Regions from separate parts of the Mus musculus genome. Here region 2 is linked to region 1. A link is a contact called in public HiChIP or PLAC-seq data. All regions are on one chromosome and are shown on one strand. Each heading gives the region's core, a stretch centred on a gene start, on an enhancer-like site or on the middle of the called end of the contact. The rest is flanking DNA. Distances are from core to core; before and after follow the strand shown.

Evidence for each region. HiChIP or PLAC-seq counts read pairs in DNA pulled down with a chosen protein or histone mark.
Region 2: an H3K27ac HiChIP or PLAC-seq map of extraembryonic endoderm stem cells shows a contact between it and region 1, with 2.0 times the contacts expected there. The contact joins two enhancer-like sites. A contact is called at or near these places in 4 of 484 Hi-C or Micro-C datasets (cerebellum, embryonic stem cells, trophoblast stem cells and 1 more) and 6 of 115 datasets of contacts at active chromatin or transcription factors (astrocytes, cardiomyocytes, embryonic stem cells and 3 more).

What each region holds. Positions count from the first base shown.
Region 1 is chr8:36,372,356-36,379,438 of GRCm38.p6, reverse strand. It overlaps the pseudogene Gm5787. Among named protein-coding and RNA genes, the nearest start is that of Trmt9b, 82 kb to the left of the region's middle. Within about 2 kb of position 1,783, at least 15 of the 459 cell types and tissues checked have an H3K27ac peak or open chromatin away from gene starts, as enhancers often do. A contact at or near this core is called in extraembryonic endoderm stem cells, where this site is marked.
Region 2 is chr8:36,606,511-36,613,301 of GRCm38.p6, reverse strand. The region is part of intron 5 of Dlc1 (deleted in liver cancer 1); the gene reads left to right. Among named protein-coding and RNA genes, the nearest start is that of Trmt9b, 150 kb to the right of the region's middle. Within about 2 kb of position 4,506, at least 42 of the 459 cell types and tissues checked have an H3K27ac peak or open chromatin away from gene starts, as enhancers often do. A contact at or near this core is called in extraembryonic endoderm stem cells, where this site is marked.

The DNA of each region.
Region 1 (7,083 bases), core at 534-3,033:
GAGACAAAAGTGTTCTACTTCCACCTTGTTTATTTTTGTCTATAACTCAGTGATGGCCACCTAGAGAACTGTCAAATACAGTCACATCCATCAGGATATTGTCATAATCAGAGCCAATTATCATTGTCATAGTCAATATGCAAGAGTCTCATAAGATGAAAATGGAGCTTACACGTTTTGTTTTTGTGGTTGTTTTGAGATAGGGTTTCTCTGTGTCACCCTGGGTAGCCTGGAACTTACTCTGTAGACCAAGCTTACCTCAAACTCAGAGATCTGCCTACTTCTGCCACCTGAATGCTGCAGTTAAAGGTATACACCACTACCACCCTGGGCTGGTAGCTTACTTTTTAAATACAGTGTTTTTAATGTTATAGAATACGAGTTACTCATGTTCATGGTTATGTTACTACAGACAAAGCTACCATACTATGGAACCTGTAAAAGTATAGCAGTGTGATTATTATGGTACATGATACTTGGTCCTGATGATAAATGACTGTATTACCAGTACTGATATTCATTATACTAACTTTTATGGTCATTTTGGAGTTCACTTCTATTCATACATGTCAACTGTGAGACAGCCTGCCTTGTCACATGGGAGCAGTCTGCTTATGGATCTCGGGTGCACAGAGTCTCTAGATTGAGTAATTTTTTTCTTGTACCAAGTCTAATCTCTTCTTATGTAAGTGTGCTTTGTGATGTTTGCAGTACCAAGAGATTGCCTCTTAGACTCTATTCTAGTTGTTAAAGGATGTAGGGCTGTAGTTACTCAGTGAGCGATGGCAATCTGAGCAGGAATGAAAGCGACCCACTGCTGTGTTCCTCCTTATCTCACTAAGAATAAGCAAGTAAGGGCCACCTCATTTATTCATCTCTAACAAGTACAGTAATTCTGCTGCTGATGGATAGCTAACCATGCATGGTACTGGCTTTTTTAATGAGCAGAATATCAAGCGGTAGATAAGAATTTTATGAGGCTTTTATATTAGCTCTGGCTTATCTGAAATGCTAGAAGAAAGTGAGGATATGTCGATAAGTGCTTTCTGCTCTGTGGCCATTGGTTGCTGAATTTTTGACCAAACTCTTTTTAAAGAAATGACCTAGAATACGAGAAGAGTAATTCTAAGAAATTGGATTCTGTGCGGCCCACACCGTATGCCAAGATCCATGCTTTCTGGGTGTTTTGCAATCGCCAGTCACTATCCCTGGATGAACTGTCACCCTGAGTGGTAACTCTAAAGTGTGCTATCTCATCACAATATGCTTTCACAGAGAACCACGGCTACCATATTGTCAGAAATACAAATTCTGTTTTAATAGGATAATGATTTTGATTTTTTTCAGGTCTGGGATATAGCTCACTGGTAGAGCATATGTAAGACTGTGGGTTCAATCTCTAGTATTAAAATAAATGACTTCTGGAGTCCCCGTTTCCTCCCGCCTTTCTGACTCGTCCTTAGTGATGTACTTTATGAACACTGGTTGTTCTGTTTCTCAAGCTGTGACATTTGTTAGGTGAGTGGTGAGGTCTCTTTTGGCCCCTTCATATCCTCCCTGGGACATGTCTCCCTGTTCTCTGACTTTAACTGTAGACAGATGTCTAGGCTGGGCTCTAAGATCCTGCCTAATTTAATGTACTTAAGAGAAGCAGCCCTAGAAGTCTAGGGCACACAGTGAGCCTGCATAGATCGAGTAATGGAACATGAGCTGAGAGAGTTCCCAGGCGAAACAGTGAGTTCCTCAGATGAGCTTAGTGGCTTACGTGAAATCAGTAACACAGATGAGAAAGCAAGGCTGGAAAAGCTGGAGATGAAAGGTATCAGACCCAGGGGGCAAGCTCAGGCAACACAACACACATCCACTTGGATCCCAGAAAGAACACACACACAGATACACACATACACACAGATACGCACACACAGATACACACACACACACACACACAGATACAGAGAGAGAGAGAGATACACACACACACACAGATACACACACACACACTCACACACACATATACACAGATACACACACAGACACAGACAAACACACACACACACACACACACACACACACAACTTTTTAAAACATAATGGCGGGCAAGTCCTTACCGAGCAGTAGCCACACAGCTTTGTTAGCCTGCTCAGTTTGCAGAATTACTCATGAAAGTCTAACTTACCCTGTTCTTCTTTCTAGCTATCTATAGCATGTTTTCCTTAAGGCTCACTAAACCTCCCATTCCTGCCACATGGCTACTAGCTCTCCAAGTGGCTGATCTCCTTTAGCTCAGTGGGCGTGGCTTTTCCCCTCTTTTCTAAGCCCTCTTCCAGGCAGCTGATGAGCCTTAACAGCTTGCTTGCCCTGGGGCTTTTCTTTTAAACTTCAATAAAATTGTTCCCTAGCTCAAAAAGGAAGGAAGGAGGAAGGGAGGGAGGGGAAAGGAAGGGAGAGAGGGAGGGAGAGAGGGAGAGAGAGAGAGAGAGAGAGAGAGAGAGAGAGAGAGAGAGAGAGAGAGAGAGAGAGAGAGTAGATTTGCGACATGGGATGATAAAGTTATCACTGATCCAAGCTGTTCAAACAACCCAAGTCAGATAAGCACAAAGGAGTCCAAATCAGAGTCCATTGCAATCAAATTTTAAAAGTTAACTAAAAGGTAAATTCTCACAAAAGATAAAGGGCACACTGTATAGGACAATGCTAAGAATTGGCTGACATCTCTCCCAAAACAGCACAAGAGAGCAGGCAGTAGAACAGTGTGCTTCTATTTTGGGAGTGCGTGTGAGAGAGTGAGTGTGATTGTGTGTGTGTGTGTGTGTGTGTGTGTGTGTGTGTGTGTGTGTTTCAAACATTTAGCACAAGAGCTACCATGCAGTACAATAGAGCAACTGTATTACTAGCTAACAAACTAGCAATGTATCACCGGGATTGAGTAGGAACATCTCACCATGTTAGAGCAGCAACTCCTGAAAGAGGCATGACAGAGCCAATGTGTATACAGCCAAGGACAGAGCTTCGAGACGCAGGGCCCGACTTATGTATCAGCGCCTCCTGTGACGCTTTGTAAATGCTGCCCCGGTGCATTTTGTCCCCCGAAAGTGCTGTTGAAGACTCTCTGAGTCTGCTACCTGGGCTGGTGTGTTCTGTTACTGTTGCTTGGCTTACTTTTGTTTGCCTTCTCTTCCTGTCTTGTTTCTTAGACACCGGGTCTCACTCTGCAGCAAAGACTGTCCTAGCTGTCCTCTTAGTTCAACTCCCTGTAGGTATTGTTTTTTTTAAAGCTCCACCATGTCTAACATTTAGCATGTCTAAGGCCATGAATCATCGTTCTCCGGTCTCCGTTCTTGCTAAGTCCAAACATTTTCAGACCTCGGTGTCATAAACTCTCACATTCGCCATGAGAAAACAGACTCTGTGAGATGAAGTGACCTACTCAAAGTCACACAGACAGGACAGAGCCAAAATTCAATCCCAGGTCTGTCAGATAGTCAGGGCCTTGGCTCTATATTTAATCATACTGCCTCCCTCAGTCTTTTCTCCCTTTTATAGGCAGAGCCAGGAGCATAATTTAAATGATATTATCTATAAGTCTGTATGAAAACCTTAACATGAAGTATATTTAAAGATTTTATTTATGTGTAGGTTATAAAACACAAATTTACAGAAATGAGCTTAAAGTTTCTGCACTGCTCATAGTAAAGAACTCAATGTCGTTCATAAATTATAAATGCAGTGGATTTCCAAGACTGTTGTAGATTCAAAAGATGTTTCCAAGCCTGGTTGGTTCAGAATGGTAATCAATACACATAATTCTTTGAGACATAGCTTCTATCATACAACTTTCTCTCTGGGAATGGCATAGAAGCTGCAGAATCTGCTTCGATCTTCCACCCAAGGGTATACTTGGGAAATCTACTGAATTGTCTCTGGAACGTGGGCAGAATTCAACCGAGACTCAAACGCTGAGGTCCCGGGACTAGAGAGACATCTCAATAGTTTAAACCACGTGTTGCTCTGGCAGAAGACCCAAGTTCAGTTCCTGGCACCCTCGTGGCATCTTACAAATGCCTATATGTCCAGTTCAGTATTAAATTCCCCTTCTTGTCCTCCAGGACATAAGTGGTGCATATTCATACATGCAGACTAAGATACATATACATGCAAGTAAAACTAAATATTTTTGTAAAAGAATCTGAGGTCCTAGGAGGGAAAACAAAACCACTCTGCATGGTTTCAGGAAGCTTCATGAGATATGTAATGATTTAGGGAAGGCAGGCACCTGAATCAGATAATAATAATAACAATAACAACAACAATAACAATCATATTTCAGAAGAAAAGAAAAAACAGGAATACAATTTCACTTGGAATGATGCATTAAAGACCACATTTGAGTGAAAAGAAAGAGTGGGCGGCAGCAACCAGCCCAGCTCTCAGCAGCTACAAGCTCTACAGGTCTCTTCTGTCTCCTGTCAACCACATGATTGCACAGGAAAGAGAGTGAACACATGAGGAGGGACCCACAAAATCCCTTTTAAGCTGGACCATTAGCCAAAGCCAAAATATCCCTTGGGAATGGCTGCAAGTCACTCATGAGAGCCTTGTAGGCCACACTGAGCTAGGGGAGGACTTTTCTTTTTTGCTCCGGAACATTAGCTGCTGGACAAAGGACAGTACCCGAGAATGGCTAAAATGCAAAGGCTTACTCCGTACAACCTTCTGGGAAAGCATGCTAGCAATACCAAAGACTCCATTCTGAAAATAAAGTTGTCAGCAGCGGCTTCTATAGAACAGAATCAACCCAGTATGTAGGAAAAAGAAAAGAAAAAAGAAAAAAAGAAGGAACAGGAAATCAAGTTTAGCTGAAAAAGGCATGGAGTTTTATGGCTTTCCCTGTGGAATCAATTTCTATCCTCACTCTCAGAGCAGGCAATGATGATGGACCGGAGAAAGGATCCCATCCAAGCCCAGCGTGGTGGACCAGTAAATGTGCTCATATCACCTATACTAACATAGGGAAAGGGTTACTTATAGGAACATGGGTGACTCTGGCAGCTGTGTCACTGTAAAGTCCATTACCATATGGGTGGCAACTCATTAAAATGACATCACTAGAGTTCCTTACCCAACGGACAGGACCTAAGAATCTGTATCTACTTCAGAAATCTTCTATTGTCTAGAGAATTTTGGGGAAAGGCCTTTAAAAACAGTCTCCTATGAGTCTCGTGTGCCTCTGAACAATTCCCTCTCCCTCATTTAGAAGATGCCTGGTGTTTTTTTTTTTCTCGTGTTTGAATTTAAAACACCAAAGCTAAACTAATCAAAGGGGCAGAAAGAGCCTAGAACTAACATTCAGCCCCAAAGCTAAGCAAACAGCCATCGCTACAAAGCAAATGTCACCAACCATCTGAGTAAGGCCAAATTGTTGCTTGGTGACAGGGACACTGTGACTAGTTTTGAGAACACAGCAAATAGCTTTGTAAAAAGGCCCTGACAGTGTTTTAAAGGGGGAAGAAGAAACACACCGATTTAGGAGTTAAAGATAAAAAGTTAGTCTATCTGTTTAAGTATGGGTAGACAAGGGAGGCTCTATGATTATGAGAGTCTCAAGCAGTGCTATAAAAGGGCTAACCTCAGCCATGTGCTTTTTCCCCTATGGAACTGAAATGTGCTATGGAAGCGTTAAAAGCAGTATCCTATGACCAGTATAGCAGATGTGCCTAAAGATGTAATAATGGGACTCTCTGCTCCTCCCTGTTCCAGAGACAGCCTCATCTTTTTGTGCAGTGCCAGCCTCATTCCGTAGACAAAATGGTGAAGGTCGGTGTGAATGGATCTGGCCATATTGGGTGCCTGGTCACCAGGGCTGCCATCTGCTCTCCACATGGCAAAATGGAGATTGTTGCCATCAATGACCCCTTAATTGACCTCAATTACATGGTCTACATGTTCCAGTATGACTCCACCCACAGCAAATTCAATGGCACAGTCAAGGCTGAGAATGGGAAACTTGTCATCAACGGGAAGCCCATCACCATCTTCCAGGAGCGAGACCACGCTAACATCAAATGGGGTGAGGCCGGTGCTGAGTATGTCGTGAGTCTACTGGTGTCTTCACCACCATGGAGAAGGCCTGGGCCCACTTGAAGGGTGGAGCCAAAAGGGTCATCATCTATGCCCCTTCTGCCGATGCCCCCATGTTTGTGATGGGTGTGAACCACGAGAAATATGACAACTCACTCAAGATTGTCAGCAATGCATCCTGCACCACCAACTGCTTAGCTCCCCTGGCCAAGGTCATCCATGACAACTTTGGCATCTTGGAAGGGCTCATGACCATGGTCCATGCCATCACTGCCACCCAGAAGACTGTGGATAGCCCCTCTGGAAAGCTGTGGCATGATGGCCATGAGGCTGCCCAGAACATCATTCCTGCATCCACTGATGCTACCAAGGCTGTGGGCAAGGTCATCCCAGAACTGAACGGGAAGCTCACTGGCATGGCCTTCAAAGCTCACTGGCATGGCCTTCCATGTTCCTACCCCCAATGTGTCCGTTGTGGATCTGATGTGCCACCTGGAGAAACCTGCCAAGGATGATGACATCAAGAAGGTGGTGAAGCAGGCATCTGAGGGCCCACTGAAGGGCATCTTGTCTACACTGAGGACCAGGTTGTCTCCTGCGACTTCAACAGCAACTCCCACTCTTCCACTTCCTCTTCCTTCGATGCCCGGGGCTGGCATTGCTCTCAATGACAACTTTGTCAAGCTCATTTCCTGGTATGACAATGAATACGGCTACAGCAACAGGGTGGTGGACCTCATCGCCTACATGGCCTCCAAGGAGTAAGAAACCCTGGACCACCCACCCCAGCAAGGACACTGAGAGCAAGAGAGAGACCCTCGGTTGCTGAGGAGTCCCTATCCTAACTCGGCCCCCAACACTGAGCATCTCCCTCACAATTTCCACCCCAGATCCTCATAATAACAGGAGGGGCCTAGGGAGCCCTCCCTACTCTCTTGAATACCATCAATAAAGTTCAATGCACCAAAAAAAAAAAAAAGATGTAATAGTGGGAATAGTTGCATT
Region 2 (6,791 bases), core at 3,257-5,756, 230 kb before region 1:
GCGTCCGGGTGACTTAGACTCATACTATTCCTTCTGGCCTCGGGCCCCGAGGGGCGAGCAACCCCTTTTGGACTTCTTTTGGAGACTGTTCCATCTCTTCTTGCCACCCTACAAGTCTCAAATCAGCTTTGTCTTCTCCCTAAGAGTGCATTATTTAAGGGGCTGTGTAGACTTTAAGCTGTACTTCGGGAAAAAATGTTTCCTTAGCACTATTTAAGAGCTCTGTTCTTTTGTTGCGTTCGCCTGTTTTTTTTTTTTTTTTTAAACGCCGGGGATCTCTGAGCCTGGGCGGGCTAAGTAGGGGTTGCTCCTTAGCTACCCACAACCCCCGTTGCACGTGGGGTTCCAGCTAGGAACCCAGCGCTTTCCCGCTGTGTGGTTGGACGCGGTTCCTGAAAAACCCCACCAGATGCCCACGCCCTTGGCGAGGGAGAAAGAGTCCGTGGGCTGGGGAAAGGAAGGAAGCAAGACTCCAGGCCTGTGGCTTTTTTTTTTTTTTTTTTTTTTTTTGAGCGGCGACGGCGTCTTGGACTAATTCCCCACCCTGCGCCCCTGTCCCCTCCTCCAACGTCAGTAGCTGAGAGCCTTTGATCCTTCTTAAGGGTTGCTTCTAGAGCAATAGCCCACCCTGTTGGTGTGGTTTTCTGTCTCTGCGAGTCATTTCAGCGCATGGCCTCTGGTGCGAGGACTGAGGTTGGGGAAATGAACTCGGGACCAGCATCCCTCTTGATGCGCGACCCTGGGGAAGTGGCACATCCTCACTGTGCTGTCCCCAACCCTGAGTAGTAACTTTTGACACAAGTGGAAGTTGTGAGCATCAAATAGGTAAAGTACCTAGCGGGTGACGGATACTGAAGTTCACTCTGTTCGCAAATTATGCCAATAACTAAAAGAGAAACCCTGCCTAAGTCATTAATCAGCGCAGTAGAGGGGGAAGAAAAATATATCTCCCCATCCGGTTTTGCTTTCAATGAGGCTTTTTACACCCAATGTGGTCACCAATGGGCTCATTCTCTAGAGGCGAGAGGTGGTTTCAAGCTGTGGCTTGGTGATTCGGAGGAATGCAGCCTAGGCACGGGCCATCCATTACCAAAAGATTCGTGGGGGTGGCATATGTGACGCATTTGAGTAGGGGAAAAAAAAATCAGGCTCTGGAGAAGGCAGAATGCCCAGTCTCAAGTTACATTTTTTTTTAACCCTGCAGAAATCTGTTTTCTGAAGGGATGAGGGGAAATAATAGCCCAGTGGACTGCAGCCCCTCAAAATGTAAACCTATCAGCGGCTCTAAGAGGTTGACTAATTCTGCTTCCATCTGGACTGCAGGCTAGTCCTCTGCGGGATAATTTGCTGACCATAAGGGTGGAATTAATGGACTACCCGGTGCCATCTTGGCAAGCAGATTGCAGCAGATGGTCAGAGGGGTGCCCTGCGAGGCAGCAGCCCCCCTAACAGAAGAGCCAAAGTCCTGAGGAAGGACTGAGTGTCAAATGGTTAGCAGATGTGCCGTCAGAAGTTATTTCAAGACATTTCCTGAGAAAATGTTGGAGATCGCCTGTGTTCACTTTTATTGAGGCGTGCCAGACTTGCAGCAAAGCCCTAGCCTGGGTGCATAATTTTTTCATTAGTACTACTGTTCAGAGAGTTTCAAGCGAAGCAAGGCAGACAGACTTTCTCTCAAGCTGGGTTTTCTTCTTTTTCCCTCAGAGTTTGCTTTTGACAAATTGCCTTTACTTTCTTCTGAGCCAAATGACACCAAAAGCCCAGGAATAAGGCGCTGACTTTTCCCCAAGTCATAGAGCCTGCAATCTAGACATGTGGTCTCCAGCTTAGGTCTTTGCCCTAGAGTGGATGAAGGCTGCTCTCAGTCACTTGTATTCTAAGTTCCCCTATTTATTTATTTATTTATTTATTTTATTTATTTATTTTTTTTTTGGTAGCTCTAATGCTCACCACTTTCCAAAGAGTGAAGAGGATGGTAAACCATTTCAGATTTCAGTATGCTGAAGCAACCCAAGGAGTTTTCTTTAATTGTGGAATACATGCAAGACAGTTTGCCCTTCGGCCTTATTGTGGTTAAAAGAACAAAGACCAATAGAACAGGCCAATAGATGTGTTATGACCGCAGCAAGCTATTACTAAATCAAGTGGCTTCTAAGCTGTCTGGTACTCCAGCTCCTATTGGTAGAAGCGATGTGGGGCTTAAAGGGGAAAGAGGAGACTCATGCAAGATACTTCCAATCTGAGGCTCGGTGAGGAGGCTCCAAGAGGTGGCTTCAAATACAAAAATTAGTACTTGGGTTTTCCTGGGTGTCCCTGTGGAGATCTTAAAAGCATGATGCAATGTTTAAATGAGAGGGGTATTTTTATGACCTAACCGAGTAAATACTCAATTTGGAAATATTCAAGGGAGGGTGGTTTGGTCCAGAAGAGCTGGGGGCATCCAGAGTACAGTGAGTGAACTAAATGGGACTCTTTTGAAGAGAGCCTTGTTCTGCACAGGATGGGCCAGTATTGTAAACACAAGTTTCTCATGCCTAACTCCCTTTCCTAGCAACAGGAAGACGGAAATGAGGCCATGCAAAAAAAAAAAAAAAAAAAAAAAAAAAAGAGTCCTAAAGGGCTCCAGACAATACTTGATCCACCCTGTACAGCCAGAGGACCTGCAGAAGTAAAAATAACCTCAGATGTTTCTGCTTCCTCCCTGGATATTACCAAACCAGTGCAGACCTGACGTCTCCATGCTGTACAGAGAGCGTCAGAACCCAACCTGGCCCAGGTACCCCAGGCTCCAGGCGCGCCAGACAAAGCAGGAGAAAAGGGGAAAGGTGGCTGTCACGTTTAACAATTCTACAGGCCAGTGATAATGTGCGCTAAGAGACAATGGCCAAGAATGATTCTAGTCTCTAAGCATAGCTGTCTCTTAGTCTTTTTTTTTTTTTTTTAATCATGGCCCATCTGTAAAAAGTTCCCTCCTGTGTAGTCAAGGTCAAGTTAGAATGCCCAGTTTATGAAGAGTTAATATCAGCCCTGACCTGAAAAACACAAGCCCACGTTCTTCCTCGGGCTGTGGACTGAGAAGGAAAACGGGTTTTGGAACAGATCTGTCTTTTTCACAGCTGTCTCTATTTCTGACTTTGGCCATTTCCGGTGGAGGAATGCAGAGTTAAGTATGAGTAGGCTTTGAAGGGAGACCACGCAGGAGGGTTACAATTTGTTTTATAGGTACACGTTACGGCTTTGAATGTGTGAGATCAGTAGTGGGTCTTTTTTATTTTCAGTCTCAAATTACACTGGCCCTCTTTTATCCTTAGGGAATAAGTTTCAAGCTCCCAGGGCATTCCTGAAACCATACGCAGTGCCCATCCTTGTGTGTACCTTGGTTTGGTTTGGTTTGGTTTGGTTTGGTTTGGTTTGGTTTGGTTTGGTTTGGTTTTTTTTCTTCTTGAATACATTCCTACAATCAAATCCGTAGATTAGACAAAGAGTCACAATAGAAACAATACCATAGAAACAATTGTAACAATTAGCCATCAGAGGTTACTGGGGACTTACAAATAGTTTATTTCTGGAGCGTCTTCATCTCATAATTTCATTTCTTTCTGTTGAGGTTGAGCTGGGGTGGGAGGGGGGGCCTGCTCTAGGGGGACACTCAGTTGATGTGGAAAGGGTAGATTTCCAGCTGGGGAGGTCTGTCTTGTCTGTCAGCCTGCCCTGTCTGTCAACACTTCTCCCTTAGGTGGCCCCATTGTGGGGGATTATGATGAGCCATGATAAGGGTGGAGAGACTTCCCGGGGACAGTTAATCATCGCATGATTCCGCCTAGACCTTCTTTGTACTAGGTTTTTTTTTTTTTCTTGCTTGCTATCCTAAGTAGTGGCAGACGGGAAGACAACTCTGCATGTTACAGAGCCTCACTCACAGTCAAGAGTCACGCTTTTCTAGAATGTTCTGACAGAGTCTTGCAAAGACTGCTGTTTCCTGGGGGTATCTGTGTAATGTGATTGCAGCCTAGCAGATAGAGAGACAAGAGCGTCTGTCCTTACCGTCTGTGAGAGTCTCAGAATACCACATCTACAAAGTCAGACCTCCACTGGGCTGGACTAAGCAGTGCCTTCTCCAGTGAGGGTGTTGGGAGGTTGGTTTCTGAGAGAAGTGTCTGTGTTAGAGATCAATGGAAATAGTTGCCTGGCATCTTGCAAAATTTCTTCCTGCTAAGAAGGAAGGCTTTTGGGTGCTGCGGGTAAACTTTGTAAGCCAAACCAACACAATGGGAAGGTTTCTCTTCATCACCCCTGACCCCAGGTTTAGTTCTGTTAGCAGATGTAGGTTTTTATGACACTGAGTACTTTTTTTCTCCATGCCTAACTCTACTCGGTGGCCTTTTCAAGTCGGCTTCTCCACTAGTGGAGGACAAATCCAAAGCTAACGGAACCCTAAGCTCTGGTGAGCTGGGCCCTCAGTTGTCTGTGACACCACCCACATTTTGATCTCTTACCCACCCCGCCTCTAAGTGTCCTGCGGAGCGAACTGGAAGTCACTTCCTGATTCCTGTCACAGAGGCGCCTTCCTTCTCCTGTAGGAGTCTCCAAAGGATGTCTGAGGGACAAAAGGCTCCCACACCCTGAGGTTGAGGCACTCCCAGGCTCCCCATACTTAGAAAGCCAGTGAGGAAAACGGCCTTTGGAGTGAAATGGTCTGTGACCCAGGTATGGCTCTGCCCTACAGCCGCACTTTGTCACACTCAGGTGACAGAACCGGAATATTTTCTCCAATCTGGGTAAAATAGAGGCCTCATAGGACAGCCAATGTCCACTGAATTCCCCGTTTCAAACCAAGCTATAATGATATGGAAAGGGGATTTTGTGTGATGCGAGTGCATCTGTCAAAGTCACCCCAAGGGAAATTCCAGAACTTTGCAAAGGCATCCTTGAAAAGCCTGTCCCCTGCTGAGAGGCAGCTGGGACAGAAGTTCCATGTCCAAGGTCACAGTCAATGGGATAGCATTGTGGACCCCTTCCTGCTGGTGTGTGTAAACAGACTGGGAAGGTCCCCAAATGGGAACCTTTATGTATTTATAGGGATCAACGTGAGTTAACATTCAACTATCAAATTGTGTGTACTTCAGGTGCTGGGGTCCTAAGCAATTTTAAAGAAAATGATTTCTTAATCCATCTGGAAGATGGGAATATGCTTTTTATATTTTGAAGTATATTTATATATATTAATTTCTATATTTTGATATATTTATCTTTTTTTTTTTAGTACAGATTTGACTGGGTAAGGGGATATCCCACTCTCATCACACCATGTAACTTAAATCATCAAACCACCAAAAACCCAACCCAAACAAAAACGCCAGCCTTTTTGCTTGAGGTTAGACCAAAGGAGGAGGCAAACTTACACCTTTAACTAGCACTGGCCTCATTGTGTTTTCATTGGTCTTTGTTAAACCATAGCATTGTAGTTCACTCTTTTCTTAATTTTCTTTCTTTCTTTTTTCCTTCTTTTCTCCCTTCCTTCCTCCCTTCCTCCCTCCCTCCCTCCCTCCTCTCTCTCTCTCTCTCTCTCTCTCTCTCTCTCTCTCTCTCTCTATCAGAAGAGGCTTAAGGCTTAACTAACTAGACTGGTTTTGCTTTTGTGTCTGCTGCTGTTTTGTTTCCGTCGGAATACCTTCCCATCCCCTTTATCTCTAATTTTAGGCTCAGGTAACATCCTGATTTTCAGTGTCTTATTTTCTCTGTTCTATTCCTCCTGGAGGACCCTGGGGCAAACGGCTAGATGGGGAGCTGACCTTTGCAGAATGGTAAGCTTTGCTATTTTGCGGAGAGAAATGATCGATGAATGGTACAGAGATGGGGCAGGCTGTAGGACTGTAATCAGGTATTTGGCCTTCGGAAGTGGTAAAGGGAAACTGATTGTACAACCTCAAGACATGACCTTTTACAAACTTGAGGCTTTAGAAAATAAGGCACCTTAAAGCTATGACACTTCTTTTTTTTTTGAAGCTGTCTTAATGTCTGTAGTTAGCACCCTAAGACCTAATTTTCCTTAGCATATAATTGGAAGTCTTTAAGTGTTCGATATAGAGTCCTAGAAATGCATTAACATATGTATATTGATTGACAGATGGGGGAGGGGTGCTGTCCTAATGGACTTTCTTTTTCTTAATTGCCATTCAAAGTAATGAGCTTTACAGTCCAATATCATCATGGGACATAAAAGCAGGATGGGGGCTGTGGGGCGGATGGGGTAGAGAGGTGCTGCAGCAAAGGTCTATTTTTATCCCACTCTAGACTGCCAAGAACTAGAGAGAGGGGATGTTGCTGCACCTATCTCCTCAGTAGCTCAGGTCCTCCTCAGTTTGACCTCTTCATCCTGGAGCGCGGATGCCCGTTTTTGATTAGCTGGGAGATATTTTCTATTCCTGGGAATAAAGTACATTAATGTGGAGGCTGGAGTTCCTGACAGCCCTGTCACTCGGGACCTCACTTCTGCACACCATGGCAGTGACGGGAACCACTCCCTGGCCTGGTTTGAGTGGTTAAAAGCAGTACTTTGCAATTGCTTGGGCAAAAGGATTCCCCAGAGGAAATTTCACTTGCCGTGATTTCTGCTTCATTGAGGTGTCATCTCAAGTGCTCGGTCGGTCCGGGTGCAGGCTTGTGGAATGTCTCCATGGAGGAGGTTTCCTTCTTTCAGAGTAAAACCCTTTATTAAGCTGTCATCACATCACAGGGGGGAAAGTGGCTTCTTTATCCCCCTCCTTAGATTATTTCTAGGAATTTTCTTT